Regions from separate parts of the Mus musculus genome. Here region 2 is linked to region 1. Evidence: chromatin contacts called from public HiChIP or PLAC-seq data. All regions are on one chromosome and are shown on one strand. The core of a region is the stretch at or near the end of the contact, and the rest is flanking DNA. Distances in the headings are between cores, read along the strand shown.

The links. HiChIP or PLAC-seq counts read pairs in DNA pulled down with a chosen protein or histone mark.
Region 2: an H3K4me3 HiChIP or PLAC-seq map of the SCID.adh cell line shows a contact between it and region 1, with 11 read pairs. The contact joins the enhancer-like site here to the promoter of Cep128 in region 1. A contact is called at or near these places in 1 of 39 promoter capture datasets (macrophages), 1 of 15 datasets of contacts at CTCF or cohesin (the NIH/3T3 cell line), 8 of 484 Hi-C or Micro-C datasets (Th1 cells, brain, brown adipocytes and 5 more), 4 of 115 datasets of contacts at active chromatin or transcription factors (the SCID.adh cell line and embryonic stem cells) and 1 of 9 other capture datasets (adipose tissue).

What each region holds. Positions count from the first base shown.
Region 1 is chr12:91,382,412-91,386,727 of GRCm38.p6, forward strand. Cep128 (centrosomal protein 128) reads right to left here and starts at 1,998. Exons shown (of 26, transcript NM_181815.3): 1 at 1,823-1,998.
Region 2 is chr12:91,421,422-91,425,737 of GRCm38.p6, forward strand. The region is part of intron 1 of Tshr (thyroid stimulating hormone receptor); the gene reads left to right. Among named protein-coding and RNA genes, the nearest start is that of Tshr, 23 kb to the left of the region's middle. Within about 2 kb of position 1,895, at least 18 of the 459 cell types and tissues checked have an H3K27ac peak or open chromatin away from gene starts, as enhancers often do. A contact at or near this core is called in the SCID.adh cell line and uterus, where this site is marked.

The DNA of each region.
Region 1 (4,316 bases), core at 748-3,247:
GCTAGAGGGTGAGTTGTACCCCAAGTCTAGAGAAAGTACTCACTCTGAGTATATCTATCAGGTGGGAGACTAACTTTAGTAGTAAGATTAACATGCAGGCTCATTTGTAAGTCTAGGCTAGCCTCCACCTCTTTAAAGGCAATATTATATATGTATGGTGGATCAGTTCTCACAGTGATCAAACAAATAAATAAACAAATGCATTGTGTATTTGGTTGTAGGAAAGTGCAAAGGGTAGAAAGGATTCTCAACACTTTATGGCTACTTCTAAAACTGTAAGGACCCTTAGAAAAATCATCTAACAAAGCCGATATCTGTATACTTCAATAAGCATTCCAAGAAGGGTATTCTGGGAAAAGAAAAGAGATGTGAGACTAGGAGATGTTCAAGAGGCCAGTTAAGCAAAGGCTTACTACACACTTATCTAACAAAGCAGCCTTCATCACATGACGAGCCCTAGGCACGATGAAATTTCTCTACGTTAGTGGTTCTCAGCCTTCCTAATGCCACGACCCTTCAATACAGTTCCTCATGTCATGGGTTGGTCCTCCAACCATAAAATTATCTGTGTTGCTACTTCATACCTGTGGTTTTGCTCCAGTCATGAATTATAATTTCAATACCTGTGCTTTGCAATGGTCTAAGGTGACCCCTGTGAAAGGGTCATGTGATTCCCCATGCTGACGCGACTGGCAGGTTGAGAACCACTGCCCTATACCAAGCTACAGCTGTCAAAGTTCATCTTCTCTCTTGCCTGTCCAGTGCAGCAGTTATATGGCTATGACAATAGAAACCTGGCCAGCTCAAATTGATACACACTATGAATATGAAATATCAGTATATGCCAGATTCTGAACATCCTATACCATTATCAAAAAACATAAGGCCCTGGTAGTACCAGAAGCCTCTGCTCTCTGCACGTGGAGGATGAGGCAGGTAGATCTCTGCAATGTCTAGACCTGTCTGGGCTACACTGTGAGTTCCAGGTCAACCAGTGCCACACAGTGGAACCCTATCTATAAATAAATAAATAAATAAATAAGCAAACAAACAAACAACACAAAAGTTTCATATTTGCTACTTGTATATTTACGTGAAGTAAAATATACTTCAGTACATTTTATGCCCTGGGCCAAATAAATTAAGATTAGTCTCAGAAGTTTCCTTTTACTTTTATTGTAATACAGGTACTATAAAACTAAAAACCACTTGAACGGTTCGTATGCTATTTCTGTTAGACGCAGGAAGTTTTAGGAAGAAGTAACGAGAATTTGCTAGGTGCTAGGCACTGTGCCAAATGCTTTGCATAATCCTAACAAGGACGCTACAACATCGAGCTTTGCCTAACAGACCCACTCCCTTAAACCAACCCTGACTGGCAGCTGGGATTCAAAGTTTGGTATTTTTATTAATTAATTCCAAAAGGGGGCGACTAACCACTATGACCCCGGGCATCTCCTTACTTAGCAGAGGAAAATCGAGTGACGAAAGGACAGAGATATGCACCAATTATACCCCTGGGGCAGTCAAAACCAATGTCAGACAGCTTGAAGCGCCTAGGAGGGAGCCCTGGGCAAGCTGCTCCAAAGCCAGGACAAGGCGCGTTGAGTGAGGTGGCCAGGACCTGACCGTGGACGAGCTGCTGAGGGATGCAAACACGCCATGACCCCCACGTCACCAAACACTGCACCCACACTCCCGGTCCACCCCGCGTACCCGTGCAGATCTTGTGTCTCCACCCTAGGACAAGGGGAAGTGGGACGCAAATGTCTCTGCAGGGGGAAATGAGAGAAAGGACAAGAGAACAGAGAAGGGCAGGTACCTTAGACCCAAGGTGACTCCAAGTTCTTAACGCCGGATCATCACCGAGGCCCCACCCGGCTCCCGCGGCTACCAGCGACCCCGAAGGTGCAACTGACCCAACGCTGCCTCGCAACCGACTCCGCTCACCCGGGACTTGCAGCTATGGCAACTTGAACTAGCCGCCCAGGCACCGCTAGAGCACAAGACGCGCCGCCGCCGCCTGGCCCTCTGGGAGCTGTAGTCCATCCCACACTCCAGAGCAGGGAGATGTAGCAAGAAATAACAGGAAATGACAGGAGATAAACTGCAAGTCCCAGCATGCTCTGAGCAGGGCCTCTACTTGCCTTTCCCGGAAGAAACTGGCTAAGCGGTCTTTACAGACCTGGAGCCCTGCCTTCTTTTCCCGCACTAATTTTGTTTTTTTTAAGGGCCAGTAGCCTGTGAAGCCGCAAACTCCTGCTCGAAAGTGAATTCAAATGTCTCGCGACACTGAGTGTAATTTTACTTATTAGGACACATCAAAGGATAAAAGCCAACAGTGAGATTTTAAAATCGCTTTAACGTCCTATTCTAATGGCTTAAGGCTTGGAGGGGAGTAAACAAGTTTATCAAGTGAAACACTCTCTGCCTGGAGTGACTAAGATCTCACCTCTCCTCCCTGGCAAACTACAAATGCAATATGAGGTAGTATGTTCCTTACTAGCTTGTTATGTCCTCACAAGAAAATGAAAGAAGTGTTTTCTGCTCGGGGGGGTGGGGGGGGGAGTCAGTTTCAGCTATAATGAGAGAATTAAAACCTTAAGGAAGGAGAGCTTTGAGAAAAACTAAGAAGTGAAAAATAATTAGGCACCTTTCTTTTCCTTCTACTCTGTCAAAGAGAGAGAGAGAGAGAGAGAGAGAGAGAGAGAGAGACTCGATCCTCCCCAAAGCTAGAATTAAATTTTATCTGATCTATGAAGGTTTTCCTGAAGCCTAAAAAACAGTTATCAATGCTTCTTAACCTGTGAGTAGCGACCTTCAGAAAACACATATTTCTGATGGTCATAGGAATTGAGAAACCACTCCATAGCAAAATTACAGTTTTGAAGTGGCAATGAAAATAAATTGATGGTTGGGGATTCCTAACACCATTGGAAATATATGTTTTCTGATGGTGACGCACAGGTTGAGAACTGCTGATCATTGTATAATCTAGGTTTTCTATTGTGGACATTTTATGTTAGAATCATGAATTACCCACTTAATCTTCCCACTTAGGGATTGAAACAAATGGATCTGACCTTTTAAAATATCTCCTTCCCCCCAAAGTCCCCACCCTGCTCACTTAAAGGCTTTTCCTATCAAGTTTAAGCATAAATTTTTCTAAAGATTTACCTAAGTAATTGCATCCACAATTGTGCCTCTCCAAGACACTACAGCTGACACAGAGAGCAACTTAATTCAGAACAACCATACCAGCAATGCCTGCAGAGGCATAATGGCTCTGTTCGTTAATAGCTAAGTTTCACAAGATAATTTTATTCAGTTTAGCAAATATGAATATTGAATCATCTTAGGATTCTGTCTTCTAGAGAGAAGACACAGGGGTAATGAAGAGATTTAAAAGTACCATTGTTTTGCTTCAGTTGCTTAGAGCCAATGGAAGGAGATGAATGGAAGCAATTCATGACAGTGGTGGAGGGGAGACCACTGCCACAGGATCTATGTAGAAACACAAGAGAAACCCTTCCTTAGGAAAGTATATCTGATCAACTGCCAAAAATGTATTACCCAAATGCTAGAATAACTTTGGTTATACGTGAGTGCATTACATTAGTAAAAATTAATTGTTAATAATATTGTTGTCCAGCTGTGTGTGTTCAGTTCTATTGACTCCGTTTTAAAGTGATATTGGACAAACAAAGAAAAAAAAAAAAAACCTCTGAAGACACAGGTGGGACCACAGAAACAAGATTTGAGTTAATTGTGATTAGAAATTTGTATATGCATGATTAAATTAATACCTAACATCAACTGCCTTTATTAACAGATGTGGCATGGTATGGGGATTAAAAGTAGTAAAGTCAGATCATAGAATGGGTCTCCTTTGCTTCTTAACAAGATATATTTTTAATCGGAAAATTGTGTTGTGGCTCCCAAAGACTCTGAATTCCTTTTCATTGACACGGCTGGTCCGTGTCATCCACACCACCAGTCCATTGGAGCTGAGTCACATGAATCTAGACTTGGGCAAAGCTAGGAGAGTTCCTTGAGGTATTCCTCCTTTGTCCATCATGCAGCAGGAGTGGGCATGGTGAGTCAGTTTGCTAAGCCTGCCATAACAAAACACCAAAGAAAAGGTGGCTTGAACGATGGGAATTAACGTGAGAGACTGAGAAAGAGAGAGAGAGAGAGAAATACTTCATATACCAGAAGGCTGAAAGTCACAGATCGAAGTGCCAGCCAACTGGAGTGCTCTCATTATCTTCTGTGTGGCTTTAAATGCCATTGTCCTTTTGTGAGCACAGAGCTGG
Region 2 (4,316 bases), core at 645-3,144, 39 kb after region 1:
AAACTTTAGCGTGAGGGGGGCATTAAAAAGCCAAGTTTAGAGCAGAGCAAGGGCAACTAAAGGATAATGTGACTGCCAGAGGGCGTGTTAGCCAATGATGACAAATGAGCTCACAAAGGTTCGTTTGACAGTCTGCAAACTGACAGGAGTGCCTGTAGACAGGTAGCAGATGGCACATGGTATGGGACCTGCTCTAAGTGAACTGACACCAAGAAGACCGCAAGGCTACATCCCACAGCGACAGCATGGTTACAGCCCACAGCTCTAACTTGTGACCCAGTCCACAAGTCCGTAAGGGCACAATATGTCAACATGTGGAATCCTGGGACTTGGGGGGAAATAAATGTGGGACCATAACAAAATAGCACAATAGCCTAAGAGCCAAATTCATGTTCTGGTGTCAAAGCACGTTCATGGAGTGTTTTTATAATAACGGAGAGGAGGGAAAGGTCATGAAACAAGGCGCTTTTCAGATAACCTTTGTGGAAACCGAAGTGGCTACAGCAAAGTGGAAAAATCCTATGAGCTTTCCGTGTTGGCTGATGACTCGTAGTTTCTTGGTTGGCAGAACCTATGGTTTTGTTAATGTATCCCAAAAGGTTTGTATCTACTGGTTACAGGATGCTAGGGTCTGCCCAGTAGGCAAGGAATGGCTATTTAGTGGGTGTGGTGGTTGGAATGAGAATGTCCGTCACAGGCTCTGATATTTGAATACTTGGCCCCTCGGTGGTGGAACTGTTTGAGGAGGGGTAGAAAGTATGGCTTTCCTGGAAGACGTCTATCAGTGGGAACATGGTGTGAGGCTTCCAAGCCATGAGCCATTTTCGGTTCTTTCCCCTGCTTGCTCCTTATGATGGGAGCTCTCATTGGAATGCCCCAGCTGCCAGGCTTGCCTGCAGCTGAACCTCCCCCACGGTAATGGCGACAGACTCTTCTTACTCCTCTGGAACCATACCCCCAGATAAACCTTACCTTCTACAGGTTGCCTTGATTATGCTGTCTTATCACAGTAACAGAAAAGTAACTGTTACAGGGGCTAAGGCTATCCCTACATAAATTGCAATTAGGCTGCACTATTCACAACTCGCCACAGACACTGGGGTGAGAACCAGTTCACCCACCTCGCAAACATTTCCAACCTGAAGGTGCAGCCTCATTCACTCTGGGAGCTGCTGCTCTGCCTTCTCTCTGCTCTCCAAAGGATGTCATCGCATCCATACCACACAGCCAGATAACTGGGACCCTTCTCGCTCGGGCTAAGCAGTCTATATATAAATCAGACATTATCCATTTCCATTTCCCTGTGTAGGATGTTCTGCAGAGAAAGTAACATGATTTCCTGGAATGTCTATGTGCTTTGTGCAAGTCTTAAAAGGAAACGATCCCAAAACTCAGTTCCTTGTTGGTTCTGCTTGATTTGATCTAAATTCTTTATTTAAAAAATAGAGAATTCTATTCTAGTCTATTCTCCTTTAATATCCATCAGTTAAAAAAAAAATACTTTTTGTGCCCTTATAAATAACCTACATTCTATGCAAGAAGTTATAGTGTTCTGTTAAAAGGATCGAATTAAATAAAGACATCAGCAGAAATTGAATCAACAATTCTTGTTCCTGTCTGTGAAATGTCAATTAAATCCCAAGGCCCCAACAACAAACCCAGAAGCCTTATTTGAGCATTCTGATAGCCTTTGCTTTACCAATAAGCCACCTCTTTCCTCTGAGATTTGAATCACTTTTAAATGAATTATTGGGCTACATGATGACCTAGACTCCCAGGATTTATCACTGTTAATTTTCTACCTCTCTCTGACCATATCTTGTTAATTTGGAGAGCATCCCGCAGAGCTTTGCTCTGCCAAATGAAGCCTTCAACTAACCAGCAGAGGGAGCCCCAGAAGACGCCTCAGCTCCCCCAGTGTCTTCCTGGGTGCACCAGGAAGTCTCTGTGAATTCAGGTCTGCTCTCTGCAGGAAGAAGTGCTGTTCAAGTTGGAGGTAGAAAAGACCGATCTTTTAGATGGTGGTTTATTGACTTATTTAGTGCTTTGCTTAAGGCACTCTTTGTGCTGCCTATTCGCCAAGCGTGATTTCAGATAACTGGAGCTGAATGACCCAGAGAAAGAGCAGAAACAATGGACAGTCTGCTGACCTAACCATGCTTGCTTGCCTGCCCCACCTTGTGGTTTTTATACATTAAGAATACACAGTAGACACAGGCTCAAGGCCTTCATGAGCTTTGCTGGCTTCGGTCCACCGATGACGGCTCCTCTCCTCCGCTCTCACTGTTTGTTGTCCGGGTGCTCATCCAGAAAGAGCCCCACAAGAGACTTACTGGGGAAAGCCTGGGTTCTGTCTGCACACCAGTAGGAAACTAGTCTCTCGCCTAAGATCTTTTGAGAACGGAAAGTCTCTTTCGTACAAATTTCTCTTAACAGCTCAGTGGCTCTTGTTTTTCGAAACCCTAAATAAATTGATTCTATGGATCCATGGATGGTTAATGAGATGGGGAGAAAAAGAAAATAAGCTCTCTCCAAAACTGTTTAAGACAACACTGGTTTGTGGAGTGTCGAATTATTAAATTACCCAGTTTGTTTCTTCCACTGTAAAGATGCAGTAGTGATAGTAATCCTGGCTCCTGCCTCAGTCACTAATCTCTCTCCCCCCATCCCCTCCCCCTCCCCCTCTCCTTCCCCTTCCCCTGTCTTTCTTGCTCACTTGCTCCCTGGCTTGCTCTTGCTTTCTTACTCTCTCTGTGCATTTGTGTGTGTGTGTATGCATGTGTGTTTTTATGTGTGCATGCTTCTGTGTGGGTGTCTTTTGTGTCTGTGTGTGTATGTGTCTGTGTCCGTGTATGTATGTGTGAGTATATGTATGTATGTGTATTATGTACATGTGTGTATGTATGTGTGTCTGTGTGTGTATGTATGTGTATGTGTGTTTATGTGTGTGGTGTAGTTAATCCTCACATCAGCCCTTACTGGTAGGTTTCATTGTTCCCACCTACAGAGGAAGAAATAGAGGGCTTGGTGAAGAATTCAATCAAGGACACAAGCTAGAGAGAACTTTCTGACTCAAAAGCCGGTTCTCACCGGTTAAGAAAAATAACCCCATCTTGTAGGTATTTTGAACTGTACATGTCATTTAACCGTTACTGTCCCCACTTCCAAAGGTCCTGTGAGGTAAGCACGAATAGTAACTTCCCCTTCTCCCAACTCCTTTTTACCTCTTTAGCTCCTAATTTTAAAAGTTAGCTTGGGACTGAAAAGATCGCTTAGTGTTTAGGGGCATTCGCTGCTCTTGCTGAGGGCCTAGGTGCAGTTTCTGGAACCCACACGTGGTTTACAGCCATCTGGAACCGATACCTTCTTCTCACCTCTGAGGTCATCAGACATGCACAGAGTACGCAGACACACATGCAGGTAAACACTCCTACACATAGCATTTTTTTAAAAATCCTTTTATTAAAGATGAGAGAAACTAAAGCTCACAACATCAAATGAGGTTTTCTCTTTCTGTATAGAGTAGAGCTGAGACTGGGGTGGGGAGGGGCGATGTGATTGGCAGAGTCTGCTTTGTCACCTATAGGTGATGGGACTCATCTTTCTCCCCAACGCCTTAATCCCAACACAGCCATTTAAGCCCTGAGTTGTTTTGGTTTTTTGTTTGTTTGTTTGTTTGTTTGTTTGTTGTTTTGCTTTGTTTTTAAGAAATGAGAACAGCTACCGGAAGATCCAACAATACCTCTCCTGGGCATATACCCAGAAGATGTTCCAACTGGTAATAAGGACACATGTTCCACTATGTTCATAGCAGCCTTATTTATAATAGCCAGAAGCTGGAAAGAACCCAGATTTCCCTCAACAAAGGAATGGATACTGAAAGTGTGATACATTTACACAATGAAGTACTACTCAGCTATTAAAAAGAATGAATTTATGAAATTCTTGGGCAAATGCATGTATCTGGAGGATATCATCCTTAGTGAGGTAACCCAATCACAAAAGAAGTCACTTGATATGCACTCACTGATAAGTGGATATTAGCCCAGAAACTTAGAATACCCAAGATACAATTTGCAAAGCACAAGAAAATCAAGAAGAACGAAGACCAAAGTGTGGATACTTCATTCCTCCTTAGGCTAGGGAACAAAACACCCATGGAAGGAGTTACAGAGACAAAGTTTAGAGCTAAGACGAAAGGATGCACCATCCAGATACTAGCCCACCCAGGGATCCATCCCATAATCAGCCACCAAACCCAGACACTATTGCATATGCCAGCAAGATTTTGCTGAAAGGACCCTGATATAGCTATC